3 separate regions of the Sus scrofa genome follow, and all the other regions are linked to region 1. Evidence: chromatin contacts called from public Hi-C and HiChIP or PLAC-seq data. All regions are on one chromosome and are shown on one strand. Each heading gives the region's core, a stretch centred on a gene start, on an enhancer-like site or on the middle of the called end of the contact. The rest is flanking DNA. Distances are from core to core; before and after follow the strand shown.

Region 1 (5,168 bases), core at 716-3,215:
ACATGATCTAGCTTAGGTTTTACAATGGTCACTTGAGCTGCTGTGTTGAAAATGGATTATAAGGAGTCAAGGGTAAGGAGAATCTCACAATAATTAAGGTAGTAGATGAGAATCCCTTGGACCAGGTTGGAAATGCTGAAGGTAATGAGGAGTCACATATCTTGAAGCTGGGACCAGCAGGACCTGCTATAAGGCTGGAAGAGAAAGAAGTCAAGGATGACTCTCAGTGTTTGTCCCAATGACTACAGAAAGTGCAGGGTCCTAGCATTAGTTTTTTTTTTTTTTTTTTTTTTTTTTTGCCACACTTGTGGCATGTGGAAGTTCCTGGGCCAGGGATCAAATCCCAGCTACTGCAGAGACAATGCTGGATTCTTAACCTGCTGCATCACAGCAGAAACTCTTGCTTTTTGATATCACCTCATTAGGTTGAAGATTCCCCAATTTTTTGTAATGTGGCTGCCTCCCCTAGTTTTGAGTTGTAGGGTGTTTATAACCAATGAGGGTTGGGAGGGTTAGCATATGTATATAACTCATAGTTGCTATTTAATGGTTGTATTGCATCCGTAATCCCAAACTACTCTAGAATGTTTACTCCAAAAGAGCAGGATTATCTTTCTTGTTCTCTCTATATCTGTACTGGCTGGCACTTAGGTGCTCAGTAAATATTTGCTGAATGAACAAATCTCATGCAAGGGCCTTCTAGGACTGCCCTAATCCCTGGGAAAAGTCACCTCTAAGCCCTCCCCTATTTTGGTTTTAATCACTTCTTTTTATCTAAACTGCTGTTCCCCAGCATTGTAGATTCCCTATGCTCACCTGCTCATTGGTAGTGGAAAAATAGCTTACTTAAATGAAACTGACAACAGCTAGGAGAGCTTGTGAAGCTTGGGATGCAAAAAAGATCCCAAATTGTTTTATTTCTGCCAGAGGTGTGGTGGAGATGAAAGAAGAGATGCTTTAATTAAAAAGCCTTAAAGGACGATAAAATTGGAATTGTGCCTGCCTTTTCTATATACCTGCATGATTTAGCTTGGTATTGTACAGAATTTTAGAGAATCAAGGCCTCAACCATAACTCATATTTACCAAGTCTCAGTCCAATGCCTTTCACTGTATGACCAGGAATAAAGGGATAAAGAATGAGGGAATGGTTCGTGGAGTTCCTGCTATAGAGCAGTGGGTTAGTGATCTGGCTTGTCTCTGTTGCAGGTGCCTGTGATTCCAGCCTGGCACAGTGGGTTAAGGATTCAGCGTTGCTACAGCTGTGATGTAGGTAGACGCTCTGGTTCAGATTTGATTCCCTGGCCAACCAACTTCCATATACCACGGGTGCGGCAGAAATAGTATTAAAAAAAAAAAAAATAAAGGAATGAGGGCTGGTTCAAATTTGTCTCCATTCCCTGTTTACTAGATACGAGCCTATTCTGTTCCTCTGTTATCTTATCTGTAAAATGGAGATTATAGCTTCTACTTTTTAGGACTGTTCTGAAAAGAAATGTTTATATACATAATTTTCCAGACTCAGTAAATACTCAAAAAATGTTTCCGTAAATTAACTTTTCACAAAACTAAGCCTTTTACTGTATAAACAGTAAGAGTCAAATGTACCACGATCCTTTGGCCTCCCTGTCGATTTTGTGCCTACCGTGTAACGGTGGTGGTGTAGCTGCGGCCTAGTGCACAGATAAAGCGGCCATAATCGACCTGAAAATCAGCCATGCGGGGAGGTGGAAAGACAAACCGTGCGCTGCTAGCGGGTCCCCGAGCCCGCACTCAGCTCCGCCTCACTTTCATGAGCAAGTTGATGACGGACAGCTCTTCTCAGCCACCCAAGCCGCGCCTTTTCTTAGCGCCCCGCCCCCTAAGACTTGATAGGTAGCTGGCCTCAGCCAATGGTGACGCACAGGCGTAGGCGTCGTGCCCAATCAGCGAGTGGGAGCCGGGAAAGGAATGGGGCCGCGTTAGAAGCGGCTGGCGCGGCCAGAAGGCAGCAGCGCGGCGCGCGGCGGAGGTAAGATGGCGGCGTTGCTTGCTCTTCGCCTTTGCCTTCGGGGTACTACTTCGCCCTTTCTCCCCATTCAGAGCTGCTACCCTGCTCCCTCAATCAACGTCAGGGTCGCTCTCCTCTTATAATCTCCCAGGACTTGGGTTCTCCGGTGCTCGGAGACTTAGGACAAAATGGCGCTTGCAGGCGCCGCCAAGGATGGGCAGGGCCCAGGCGTGAGGTCTCAGGCGGACCGGGACAAAGGCGGCGAGCCGGGAGGCGGAGACGGGGGTGGGGGCGCGGGCGCGGCCCCTCGTGCGGCGGTGGCGCGGCCCCTCGTGCGGGCGGTGGCGCGGCCCCCTCGTGCGGCGGCCGTACAGTCTCCGTGGTGGTGGTCGGCGTGGGGCGGCCTTGGCGGGGGAAGTTGAGGTGAGGCAAATTCACTAATGCCCGGGGAGGCTTGGGCTGGGAGACCTGGGCGGAGGGAGTTAAGGAGCGTGACTTCCGCTTGTCTTTTAGAAGCCACGCGCCGTCTGCCTGGTTACTGTGGGGCAGGAATTTTCGGGAAGGGCTTTTTGATCTTTTGTGTGACCCTGCAGGTTTTGGTATGAACAGGATTCGGATCCACGTCTTGCCGACCAATCGGGGAAGGATCACCCCAGTGCCCAGGTCTCAGGAGCCCTTGTCTTGTTCGTTTACTCATCGCCCATGCTCGCAGCCTCGTCTGGAGGGGCAGGAGTTTTGCATTAAGCATATCCTTGAAGACAAGAATGCACCTTTCAAGCAGTGCAGTTATATATCCACAAAGAATGGAAAAAGATGTCCTTGTGCTGCTCCGAAGCCTGAGAAGAAAGACGGGTATATATGTATAGATATCTGTACTTTTATGTTTTTCATTGTGGGTTTTTGTTTTTGTTTTTTGGGGGCATGTCCATGACATGTGGAAGTTCTTGGCCCGGGGATGGAACCAGCATCACAGCAGCGACCCCAGCTGCTGTGGTGACAACGCGGGATCCTTAACCTGCAGCCTGCCACAAAAGTACAGGGAACTTCTGTTCTTTTAGATTTTAAGTGATGTGGGCTGGGAAATAGCTGGCCAGTTCTTTGGTCACATGCTTGTAACATTGAGGTTATGGATATATCCTTGGAGAACTTTTTAAAATGGTGAAAACTGGAAGGAGACCACTCTCAGTTGGGCCACTTCGTTAAATGTCTTTGGATCTTTTCTGGTACCTGTAAAATAAAGGGACACTCTAGATTTTTCTTTTTTTCTTTTTCCTTTTTGGGCCGCACTTGAGGCATATGGAAGTTCCTAGACTAGAGGTCCACAGCCATGCCATATCTCTGCAACCTACACCTCAGCTCACAGCAATGCTGGATCCTTAATCCACTGTGCGGGGCCAGGGATTAGCACACTTCCTCATAGATACTAGTTGGGTTTGTTACCGGAGCCACAAGGGGAACTCCCTCTGGGTTATTCTTAACCTTAGGTTGCATGGCTCTTTTGGCCATGCACGTTTTATGTGTGTGTATTCTTCTTGGAAAGACTTAATGGTTTTCATCAATTAAGCAAAAGTATCCATGCAGAACATAGATAATTCTGTCTGTATCTTTTGATTTTAAAATTGTGTCTCATATCCTTTTACCTACAGTGGATTGATACTGAAGTAAAATGTAGAGTTGCCTTCCAGAACCAGGCTTTTTTTTTTTTTTTTTTTTTTCTCCCCCTTGTCTTTTTAGGACTGCGCCCATGGTATATGGAGGTTCCCAGGCTAGGGGTCTAATGGAGCTACAGCTGCCGGCCTATACCACAACCACAGCAACTCAGGATCCGAGCCTTGTCTTGACCTACACCACAGCTCGTGGCAACACCAGATCCTTAACCCACTGAGCAAGGCCAGGGATCAAACCTGAAACCTCCAGTTCCTGGTTGGATTAGTTTCTGCTGCGCCACGATGGGAGCTCCCAGAACCAGTTTGAAAGATGGAAGTGGATCTCTGATGATGTTGTGAAATGTCAGCGTTTTTATAGTTGGAATGTTTTGTTTAATGGGTAGAGCACTAGGTTTTGTTACCTGCATTTCCCTTTAGTAATACCAAATGAGTTGGTCTTGGGCCAGTTAATTTATTTTGCCTCATTGACATTTTTAATTTATAAATGAAGACAATGGTCATTTTAGTTTCCTGAAAATAATCTAATGATCAGTGTCTCTAAAAATCACTGAACTCCTTCAGGAAGGAACCTGAGTATAAACGTGAATATTTTATCTCCTTAGGGTGTCCTTCTGTGCTGAACATGCCCGTAGGAATGCTCTAGCACTTCATGCTCAAATGAAGAAGACGAATCCAGGGCCTGTGGGTGAAACACTCTTGTGCCAGCTGAGCTCATATGCTAAGACAGAGCTGGGGTCTCAGACTCCAGAAAGTAGCCGAAGTGAAGCCAGCCGAATTTTGGGTAAGAAACTTCTTTAGGGTGAGAAAATAGGAAGAAAGTTAACAAAAAATATAATTTGGTTTAGCACAGTGCCTTGAACATATTTGGCACTTGATAAAAATAGTATTATTGTTAATTCATTTGCCCTTTGGTGAGAATTCAGGAATGCCGTGTTGTTCACTAATCTTTCTGGTTTTAAGTAGTATCTGCTTAGGTTTACTTTCTTGAGTTTATGACTGCTTCCTTCATTGCTGTTTTTACACTTAACATCTTTGTTAGGTAAGGTAATTCAGGAAACAATCATTTTGAGTTGGCCTTTCTGTTTTGAGAGCATAGTTAATTCATTAATGTTTTAGGTATTCATATTTGGGGTGTATTTTTTTTTCCTTCTTTTCTTTTTTTTTTTTTTTTTTTTTTCTTTTGGCTGCAGCGTGAAGTTCCCAGGCAGGGATCGAACCCACGCCACAGCAGTGACAAGCTACGGCAGTGACAATGCCTGATTTTTATTTGCCAGTGCCTCTGTACTAAGTTTTTCTAATTTAAGATTTGGGTTAATCTAGTTTTGTGTGGTGGAGTTACAGAGGTGGGAAGTCTTAATGGCTGCTCTCCCTTCCTTGCCTCAGATGAAGACAGCTGGAGTGATGGGGAGCAGGAACCCATTACTGTGGATCAGACATGGAGAGGTGACCCTGACAGTGAAGCTGATAGCATAGACAGTGATCAAGAAGATCCCCTAAAGTAAGTTGTAACTC
Region 2 (5,168 bases), core at 1,846-4,345, 1.2 Mb before region 1:
GTTCCCATTGCTCAGCAGTAACAAACCCAACTAGTGGCCATGAGGATGTGGGTTTGATCCCTGGCCTTGCTCAGTGGGTTTAGGATCTGGTGTTGCCGTGAGCTGTGGTGTAGGTTGCAGATGCAGCTCGGATCTAGGGTTGCTGTGGCTGTGGTGTAGACCAGTGGCTATAGCTCCAATTCGACCCCCCCTAGCCTGGGAACTTCCACTGGTGCTGCCCTAAAAAGACCAAAAAAAAAAAAAAAAAAAAAAAAAAGCTAACCCCCTGTTAAATAATTACTCAAGAATTTCAGGATGGTAGCCACAAAATATTAAACCAATTACATGGCCCTTATAAGGGTAGGGCCTTATTATTATTATTATTATTTTCTTTTTCTTTTTTGGCCTCCCCATGGCATATGGAGTTCCCAGGCTAGGGATCAGACCTGAGCCACAGTTGTAACCTACCCTGCAGAGGCAGCAACGCTGGATCCTCTGACCCACTGTGCTGGGCCAGGGATCATACCTGCTCCCTGGTGCTGCAGAGATGCCTCTGATCCCATTGTGCCACAGCAGGAACGCTTCAGTAGGGCCCTATTCAACTGCACAGATCAAACACCTATGAAGCTGGTCATGCTTGCCAGCATCAGAGGTGATTTCCTGTTCAAGGATCTAGCCTCCTACTTCTTGAGCTTGCCACCAGTAACCTTCACTTCTACTTAATTTCCACAATAGTCTCACCTAATTCAATCATTTAAAAATACATACAGGGCACAACATTGTAAATCAACTACATTTCAATACAAAATTTAAAAAAGAGGTTTGTTATACAAACTGAGAAAAAAAATACATCCAGTACTACCTTGGAGATGTTTCTTTCTTTTTTTTTTTTTTTAGTTAGATCATTTAGTTAATTTTATTTTAGGTTTTATTCATGACCCAAAATACATGAAAAACAAATTTCTGATATTTAATACTTTTGACAACGGTTAAATAATTTAAAAAAATTTTTATTACCCAAATGAATTTATCACATCTGCAGTTGTATAATGATCGTAACAATCCAATTTCACAGGATTTCCATCCCATAACCCAAGCACATCCCCCACCCCCCAAACTGTCTCCTTTGGAGACCTTAAGTTTTTCAATGTCTGTGAGTCAGCATCTGTTCTGCAAAGAAGTTCAATCTGTCCTTTTTTCAGATTCCACATGTCAGTGAAAGCATTTGATGTTGGTGTCTCATTGTATGGCTGACGGAGAAGTTTCTTTAAAACTTTTCTACAACTTAGAATAGATTTACAAGGAGATCCTGCTGAGTAGCATTGAGAACTATGTCTAGATACTCATGTTGCAACAGAACAAAGGGTGGGGGAAAAATGTATACATGTAAGGATAACTTGATCCCTTTGCTGTACAGTGGGAAAAAAATAAATTGTTAAAAAAAATCCTTAAAAAAATAAAGTTAGATAAAAATCACACAAAAAAATAAAATAAAATAAAAAAATAAAACTTTTCTAGACTGTGCTCCTGAGCAGTTAGCAAAACCAAAAAGAATGGGCTATTGTTAATTCGTTCACTCAACAAAAATTCACTGAATATCTACAATGAATCAGGTTCTGAGTGATACCTACTAATGAACAGAGTATTTCTAACAGTTCTGAAAAGTTTAAAAATGTTAGAACTTTCACTTAAGCAACTCATAATACAAATTAATATTTTTGTATTTGCTCATGAAAGCCGTTTCCTGGATCCTAGAATGAAGGCATAAGCAACACAGAGCCTCAACCCTTTTCCAGACCGCATTATTACCGAGGGAGAAACAAACTCTAGTTGCTGTAAACCAGAGATCATGGACTTATATGGCACCACAGCATAAACCATGGAAAGCTAACTAATACAGTAAGTATCCCATCATGCAAACTAGAACAGACAAGCCTATTTCCATCGAGTTATTTAATGGAGTCCTTGTACAAAGGCCAGTGACAACCTGAGAAAAACGAGCTGCAACAGCCATGGGTAAATAAAACAGAGGGGTTTATCCGGGTTGTAAGGAGGTGATGCTTGAATACCACCTACCATCATAGACTTCAAACTTATATTTTTACGTATCCAAAGTAAAGCAGAGGACGGTTTATGTAATGCATTACTTTTTGTTGTTGTTGTTGTTTTTGCCATTTCTTAGGCCGCTCCCATGGCATATGGCGATTCCCAGGCTAGGGGTCGAATCGGAGCTGTAGCCGCCGGCCTACGCCAGAGCCACAGCAACGCGGGAACCGAAACACGTCTGCAACCTACACCACAGCTCACGGCAACGCCGGATCGTTAACCCACTGAGCAAGCCAGGGATCGAACCTGCAACCTTATGGTTCTTAGTCGGATTCGTTAACCACTGAGCCACAACGGGAACTCCAATGCATTACATTTTATATTTCTTTCTTTGTTTTTTTTTTTTTTTGTCTTTTGTCTTTTTTGTTGTTGTTGCTATTTCTTGGGCCGCTCCCGCGGCATATGGAGGTTCCCAGGCTAGGGGCTGAATCGGAGCCGTAGCCACCGGCCTACACCAGAGCCACAGCAACGCGGGATCCGAGCCGCGTCTGCAACCTACATCACAGCTCACGGCAACGCCGGATCGTTAACCCACTGAGCAAGCCAGGGATCGAACCTGCAACCTTATGGTTCCTAGTCGGATTCGTTAACCACTGCGCCACGACGGGAACTCCAGGACTCCCAGGAATTCTGATTCCAAAGTTTCGGTTTTCCCATATAGCACAGTAATCACCTAATAATGCAAGTCGCTGTTTTTAATCCGAATAAAACGTTTTTGTAAAGGCCTGGCTAATTCTGATAAGGATAATCGCCCCACCTACCTAGCGCCCACACAGATGACAGTGCCATCTCGTGCGCACCACCACCCACCCACACTAAACGTCATGGAGGACAAAGCCTACGTAAGCACTCCCTCCCAGACTTTTCATCCTCCACCCTTCCCGAAAGGCCAAGTGGCGAGTAAAACCAACGAGAGGGGAGCAAATATGATTGGGCTGCCCTGGATCACGTGATAGGCGCAGGGCGTGGGATTTGGCTTAGAGCTGACGGAAGCCCTGCGCGGAGGGTGGGTCTGGGTTGGGGGGGAGGGGGAACTGGAAGCTTGGGGGAGGAGCTTGAGCTCTAGGAGCTGTCCCGTTCTGCCGGCCATCGAGTCCAAGAGACTGGTTATTGGACCGCTGTACGTGCGCCGTGGTACCTCAGAGGCCACGCGCTCACTTGCCTGGCCGGAGTACCCGCGTGCGCCAGCTGCAGCAGGGAATGGAAGCAGAGAACGCGAGCAGGTAAGGCCGGGGCGGAGCGTCGCCCCTCCCCCCGGCGCCCCTCGCGATGGTCTGGCCGCGGGCGGGCGCATGCACGCACGCACGCACGCACTCACGCACGCACGCAGGCACGCAGGGGGTCTTTAAGGCCGCGGCTGGAGTACAAAGGCCAGGGCCGCGCGTGCGCACTGCCGGCCTGCTCCGGCCACTCCTAGTCCGGAAGGCTGTCGCGGCTTGACCGGCATCCGGGCCCGTCCTAAAGCCTACTGTGTATCGTGTCGGCTTTAAAATGTGGTAATAAGCAAGAAGCAGTCTCTAGTTATTTCTTTCCGGTTACTTTTTTGGCTGCATTTCCCTTCACCCTCTGTTGTCGTACAAAGCAGTAAAGATTTCACGTATCACTCGAGGAGTTGTCATTTTAGAATTGTGGGTTTACGGTGGCTTCTTCAGAGTTTTGGGTCAGGGACACAAGGTAGATAACATCGCCATACGGCAGCTCTTGAATTCTGGGATTGGGAAGAATCCTCCCCAGAAGTCGTCTAATACTGTCTGTTTTCTAGTGGTCTTGGGGGCGATCTTAAGAATTTACTTGTAACATGTCCTTTGGGGAATGTTAGGTGGAGAGTTTTGCAAAGCAGAGATTTCGAAATTTGAACCGACGGAAGCCAAATGAAAAAAACTAAATAGGGTAACAGTGTTTAAAAAGAAAGCAAATGGTTTACCTTGGAATTAGACCCAATGAAGTATTATCCTGATACTCTGACTAGTGGGCCCTGAACTTGGGCAAGACGCTAAACTTCTCTGAGCCTGTGCATGTCTGTCATTAGGACGTGTGTAGAATCCAGTTCGGACACGCTGTAAATGGGTGTTACGTGGAAGGGGCGTTAGTAACCAACACAGATGGTCTTAGAGTTTAAGGAAGGAGATACATGGGTCAAATTCCGAAATAACTCCACTGCTTTCCCTGAAGAACTTTAGAAATAAAAAAATTCACCAGAACTTGTGGAAATCAGTCTCAGCTTTATGATCTTAAGAATTAAAACTGGAGTAAAGCCAACCATCATATAAATTACCATCATCCCTTGGTATCCAAAGTACATTTGTTCTTGGATTCTCATGAATACTAAAATCTGTGGATGCTCAAGTCCTTTATGTAAAATGATGGCGACTAGTCGGCCATCCTGCAGGTTCTGGAATGTGGGGTGGGGGATTGTTCTCATTGTAAAACCTTACTCTGCATCTTAAAGTAAGGTGATAGTTCTCTCTGGTACAATGTTTAGCTCAAAAGTGTCTTACTTATATTTTATCGTAATCCATTGGATTATAGACCTTTTTTTTTGTTTTTTTGACATGAAAAGCTTTCACCTTGAAAAATATGGAGAATTCTGTCTTAATACTCTAAGGAGTTTATCCTTGGGGATTCTGAAATGACTCAGACCCCAGGTAATCCTGAGGAAGTGGTTCTCTGTCATCCTTGGCTTTGTGCTAATCAAGGAGTGGCATGGAATGTTGCGCAGAGTGACTTGATTTTAGAAGCTTAATTTCAGCAAATTCAAAGAAAAACATTTCATGGATATAAACTTTTTTTGGAAAAGAGAAGATAGTTGAAGTGTCTAAACAAGTACTTAGAGTCTAACCAGGGAGGGAAAAAGGAAGAAGACGACCGGTGTGTGTCTAATGAGCTCAAGCGTGTGAAAAGGACATTTACCAAAGATGGAAAGTGATGCCAAATTTAAAATGACTGGAGGGAGTTACCCTTGTGGTGCTGTGGAAACAGTCCAACTGGTATCCATGAGAATTTGGGTTTGACCCCTGTAGATAAAGGATCTGGCATTGCCGTGCGCTGTGGTGGCTGTGGTGTAGGTCACAGACCCAGCTCAG
Region 3 (5,168 bases), core at 1,859-4,358, 1.0 Mb before region 1:
CTTATTAAGAATAATGCCATCTCTCCACTCATCCGGGCTAATTATACCAGTGACAACTTGGGTTCTTCCATTTCTTCCAAGCTCTACCTAATCTGTGCCTCTTTTAAAATGTTTTCTGGATATGCCCTTCCTTGCCTTTTTCCACTGGATTACGACCCAACCTACTGAATACATACTATTTTAAGACTATTCTCATTGAAATATTGCTTCCATAGCTTTTGAACCCAAAATGGTTCTAAAAGTCTTCTGCATCAAATCCAAACCTAGTTTTCATGGCTTTACATGAGTGATCCCCCTATTTCACTTTAACTAAATTAGTTTGCAACTCAATCTTCAGAGTTGATAAAAATCTTTGTGCTAGAATGTGCTTTATTTAGGGATCACTAGGTACAGTTCTTTTGTTTTAGGAGTAAGGCAATCATGGCTCAAGGAAGTTGTGACATGCCTCATATCACAGATGTGGTAGCAGATCCAGAACTAGGTATCCAGACAGGCCAAGTGGTAGCTCTTCACTAGATTATCTTGTTAAATCCCCACCTGGACCATGCAGATCTATTTCCCAATCACTAAACCTAAGGCACTCACCCCTGCGTTCAGGCTTTTGCTTTTGGTGATGCCCTTACCTGTCCATTCCTACTCATGCGTCAAGGCTCAGTTCAAGCCCTAAAGGCTCCCTCCATGACATTCCCAACTACCCAGGCCTACCACACCTCTCTTATTTTCATTTGTGCTACCCTTAGAGCTAGCATTTCCTATTCCACACATGACTCTCCTCTAAGTATTCAATTTGACTAAAGTCCTCCCGGTTAAACAGACAGCCTCTCGAGCGCTGTGACAGCCTTTCACCCTGTAGCCTCGACAACACTTAGAGGCCCAAAGGAAACACTTAATACATGCAAGTCACTAAAAAAACGGAAGCAAAATGAATGAGGAGAGCTACTGTCTGGCCTTGCAAGGCATTCATCCTATCAGGAATCTCTGATCTAAATCAGGTCTAATTTTGTTTCCAGCTAATTACTATTCAAATCTAATTAATAACCAGAATAGTAAAACATACTTACTGTCATGAAATACTGGGTGAACCGTGTTGTCAGTGCTACTCCAGAACACCTGTCTAAAAAGGTGTCTGATCTTTGCCAATTTCAACCTAGAAGACAAACATCTATCAGTAGTGTAAAACTATAGCCCAAAGGCATTCTTCCTAGTAAAATTTAAAAAGGCATGTATAATTTTACCTACTATTCTTATTTAATGAACTGCATGGCTCTAAAATGGTTCAAAAAGCAAGCACCCAATAAATGTTTGTTAAATTGGGAGACGTATTTTGGAGGACTTATAAAAGTTCATGCTATTGGGGGAAGTACGGCTTTTCCAACAAAGCCCTATATTTAGTCATGTTCATCATAAATATTCATCACAACACACCAAATTATATAATACGCAAGAGGCCAAAAATTACATATCAACACCCAAGACACAAATATCCCACTTATCAACTTAATTTTTACTGATGGCTTTCCTTATGTTTTAGAGTGAGATTTAGGGTTCAAAAGCTCAAAAGGGAAGACAAGTTTATCTCAGGATATAATGCTTTCCAATTAAATATCTCAGATTATAGCGGGAAGAAGATACATGTTGCCCAGAGAACATCCAGAGAAAGAGAATACAGTCAATTAAGACCTGTATTATTTTAAAGCATCACCATTTGGGACTAAAATTGCATCTCAATAGCACTTCATTCTCACTGTAAGGCATAAATAGTTGAATAAATTGGCATCAATTACGATGTTACAATTTCCATTCTCATTTGCTCTTCCCCTTTTTTCAAGGGAAAAAAAGGGGGGGGAGACAAAGACATATCCTTTCTGTGCTAATTTTTAAAAGAAGACAAAATACTGATATGCATTCAAGCATGAAATCTAGCAAACAGAAAAAACTCTAACCACCAAATTGAATTTTCAAATGCTACTACAAGGGTCCATGCAGCAAAGACTGGCTGACATTGTCTACTGTTCTGTAATCCCAAAAGCAATTTCTAATTTCTTTCCAAATATCATCTTCACTCTAACCCCAAAGCTGCCCAGAAAATTCCTTCCTCGTAGCTAGAAGTGTCATTTTTTAAAGGTGCCGTGGGGGGAGGAGAGAGATCCTCAGAACACTTAAAATACAGGAGCTGTCTATATTTATGTATTTTTGCTGGGGGTTGGGGTGGTGCCACACCTCACCACAATCACTCACCCAAATAGTTGAGTCAGTATATGTTTAGATTCAATATATTAAAGAGAAACACTATCACCTCACATGGTATATATTTTCTTACAGGCAGGTTATGATATATGTGAAAGCTCAAGGCAATGCATACATATGTTTAATGTTTAAAGAAATCTGTATCCAAGAAAAGCAGCAGACCCTTCCTCCACCCTCCATTCTTTGGCATCAACAACCAGAGTTTTGCACCAATATAAGCCTTAAATTGAACTACGGGAGCAGAGTGAGAACGGAATAATTGCCTCTTAAGGAATTTTGGTTAAACTTTACTAATAAAACCCCCTATTTGTTAATGCCACTTACATTGATCAGTTCACCTCATCACTTTGTATTTCTGACTTGTCTCCATACAAGAGAGCCGAAACCACCCCAGTGACTCGTGGCACGGAACCGTGCAGTCCATGCAGGCTGGGATGCTATTTTTTAAAAGGTCATATGCTACTTAACCTTGCTTAAACCATCTTTTAGAGTACTCTGGGCGAGATTTCGTCTTGTAGGTGCTCTTCTAATTCTTTGTTCTCCAAGACTACTCCTGAGGCCCGGTATATCCTCCCCGCCTCCCACCGAAGATTAAAACCTTAGTCCAATCCGGAAGGCTTCCTTCCCACCTTCGGGGCAAGTCCAGGGACCGCAAGCCGCCAGATGGCTGCATTCTATACGCGTAAACCAGACTGCGGGGAAACCAAATCCACTCCTTCCTCCCGGGGACCTCGCTTCCTCCCCACGAAGGTGCGCGGGCTGGCCCGGGTCCCACCGTCCGCCCGGCCGACCTGTCGGTCCCGCCTGGGCGGCGCGGACACCCCGGGCAGGCATCCCCCCTACTCGGCCGGCTCAGGCCCGGGGCCCGCGCCTAACGCCCGCCCGCCGCGCGGCGCCCGGGGTGCCGGGGCAGACAAAGCGGCCCGGCCCTGCCATGCCCCCGCGGAGTGGCGGGCGGAAGAGGGGCGCTCCCCGGGAGCCCCCGCGCGGCGGAGGAGGAGGATCGGGGCCGGGGGTCCAGGCTGCATCCTCCCGCCCCCAGCCGGCTCGCCACACAAAATGGAGCCGGCCCGGACGCCACCGAGAGCGGGGCCCGACGGTGCCCCGGCGCCCCCTCCTCGGCCTCGGGCCCGGAGGTCGGCGGCGGCGAGCAGGAGGCGGCCTGGCCCGCGTCCCGCCGCTCCTCGGCCGGGCGCACAAAGAGCCGCGCCGCGGCCCAGCGCCCGCTTCCCAGCCGGGCCCGCAGCGGGGGAGGCCTCGCAGGCGCCGGCCCGGCCCCGGCCCCGGCCCGGGCGGGAGGGCGGGCAGGCGGGAGTGAGCCAAGTGCCCCCGGCCGCGGCGGCGTTGGCGGCGGGGACGGCGCCGGGAGGAGACGGACATTTCATTCGAGCTAAAGTGGAGTCGGTTTAGGAGCGATCATTGGCCGAAGCGAGACACAAACCTCCAATGCAGCCCTGGTTGGCTCCCGTCTCCAATCGGCTGTTTGGTTGGACAGAAAATGGCTGCGAAGGAACCAGTCCCAGCGCGGAGCTCCGCTTCCAGGACTCGGCCTTCCCTCCCTCCGCCGCGGGCCGCTTCCCTCGGCGCGACACCCTCCCTCCGCAGCTCCCGCGCGCCCGCCCGGCGCGGCCCCGCCCCGGCACGGCCCCGCCCCCAGCCCCGCCCCGTGCGCTGAGCAGCCCGCAGAGCCCGCTGCAGGCCGCCGCGAGTCGGTCCTGCGGCGCGAGCGGAGCCCGCGGGTGGCTTTTTCCTCGGCAGGGACTAGGGCTGGGGCTCGGTGCTAAGGTCAGTGCGGGCTTTCCGCGGTATTTTCCCCACGTCTTGCGCATGATTTCTCAGCTCTCCCTCTCTTTTCCATCCCCTCCCCTGGCGCACGTGGAAGTGTCTCACCCGCCAAAGTGCAGCCTGCCTGCGCCTCGAGTTTTAAGAAGGGGAAACCAAGGGCAAAAGCTGCCGGCCAGGCGACACTCGAGCTACAGGGTGGATCTGAACGGCGATTACCTCCTGGTATGCTTTCAGCGCCAGCTGTTCGCCTTGTGCCCCTGTTAAGTTTGCCACATGCACAACGCTCCCTCTCGGTCACCGAGCTCCCCGTTCGTTTTTTCAGATTTCACCTAAAGATACAATCCTCTGCTTTAGGTTTAACAACCTGCTCAGTCCAGCCAGCCTTCACCCCAGCTTAAAATGTTGCATATGCCCCACCCGCACAGTATTTGCGACATGCCATGTGGCTTTTCCCAACCAGATGATATTTGAGCTGCCAGAATCCATGGCCCCTTCTTGCCTCCGCGCAACCAGGCTCTCTGCCTGTCTTTCCCTGACTGCGTCTGTGTAGGACTTCCCTCGGCTGTGACTCTCACAGATGGGCGGTGAGCCAGACACCACACACTACAAAGGGGGCAGGATTTTTGCAACCAGAGCCGGGAATCGTTCCCTTTACTTCCACTAAACAAGTGGCCCGGTGCCACATTAAACTTTCCAGCTTTAATCTTTTAAAAATATATAGCCATGTTTTATTTATAAAGCTCCTACTGTTTCTCCGCATATTTTCACATTTCCCGAGCAAATAAGGAAGCAAAGACCAATGAAAGCCTCCAGATATTCCAAGAGAAATAAATAGCAATGCCACAATGGGATCAGACAACCTGATTTGAATTCCAGCTCCCCCACTTACTGGCTTCAGTGGCCCTGGCCAAATTCACCTCTCTGATCGTTTCCTTACCTTTATAATGGGGACTTCCTAACTCCTTCTTAGGATGGTTTGGAAGTCATTTAAAGTAAATGCACATAGAAAGCCCTAAAAAAGTTGGCCCATTAAGATCTTTTTATCACATGAATTTCGATCGTTATCAAACTTTTAAAAAACTCTTTTATGCTAAAAAAAAAAAAAAAGGAGTAAACTGGCCTGTGTTTAACTCCTC

Evidence for each region. Hi-C and Micro-C count contacts between places; a contact is called where the count stands out from the background. HiChIP or PLAC-seq counts read pairs in DNA pulled down with a chosen protein or histone mark.
Region 2: a contact with region 1 is called in an H3K27ac HiChIP or PLAC-seq map of alveolar macrophages. The contact joins the promoter of TDG here to the promoter of KANSL2 in region 1. A contact is called at or near these places in 2 of 2 datasets of contacts at active chromatin or transcription factors (alveolar macrophages and skeletal muscle).
Region 3: a contact with region 1 is called in a Hi-C map of skeletal muscle, with 6 times the contacts expected there. The contact joins the promoter of NFYB here to the promoter of KANSL2 in region 1. A contact is called at or near these places in 2 of 47 Hi-C or Micro-C datasets (retroperitoneal adipose tissue and skeletal muscle).

The regions. Positions count from the first base shown.
Region 1 is chr5:79,302,365-79,307,532 of Sscrofa11.1, reverse strand. KANSL2 (KAT8 regulatory NSL complex subunit 2) reads left to right here and starts at 1,965. Exons shown (of 10, transcript NM_001244880.1): 1 at 1,965-2,010; 2 at 2,583-2,841; 3 at 4,259-4,437; 4 at 5,040-5,154. The coding sequence starts at 2,591.
Region 2 is chr5:80,490,222-80,495,389 of Sscrofa11.1, reverse strand. TDG (G/T mismatch-specific thymine DNA glycosylase) reads left to right here and starts at 3,095. Exons shown (of 10, transcript XM_021092634.1): 1 at 3,095-3,308. The coding sequence starts at 3,286.
Region 3 is chr5:80,332,453-80,337,620 of Sscrofa11.1, reverse strand. NFYB (nuclear transcription factor Y subunit beta) reads right to left here and starts at 3,108. Exons shown (of 8, transcript NM_001144930.1): 1 at 2,572-3,108; 2 at 1,062-1,147. The coding sequence starts at 1,067.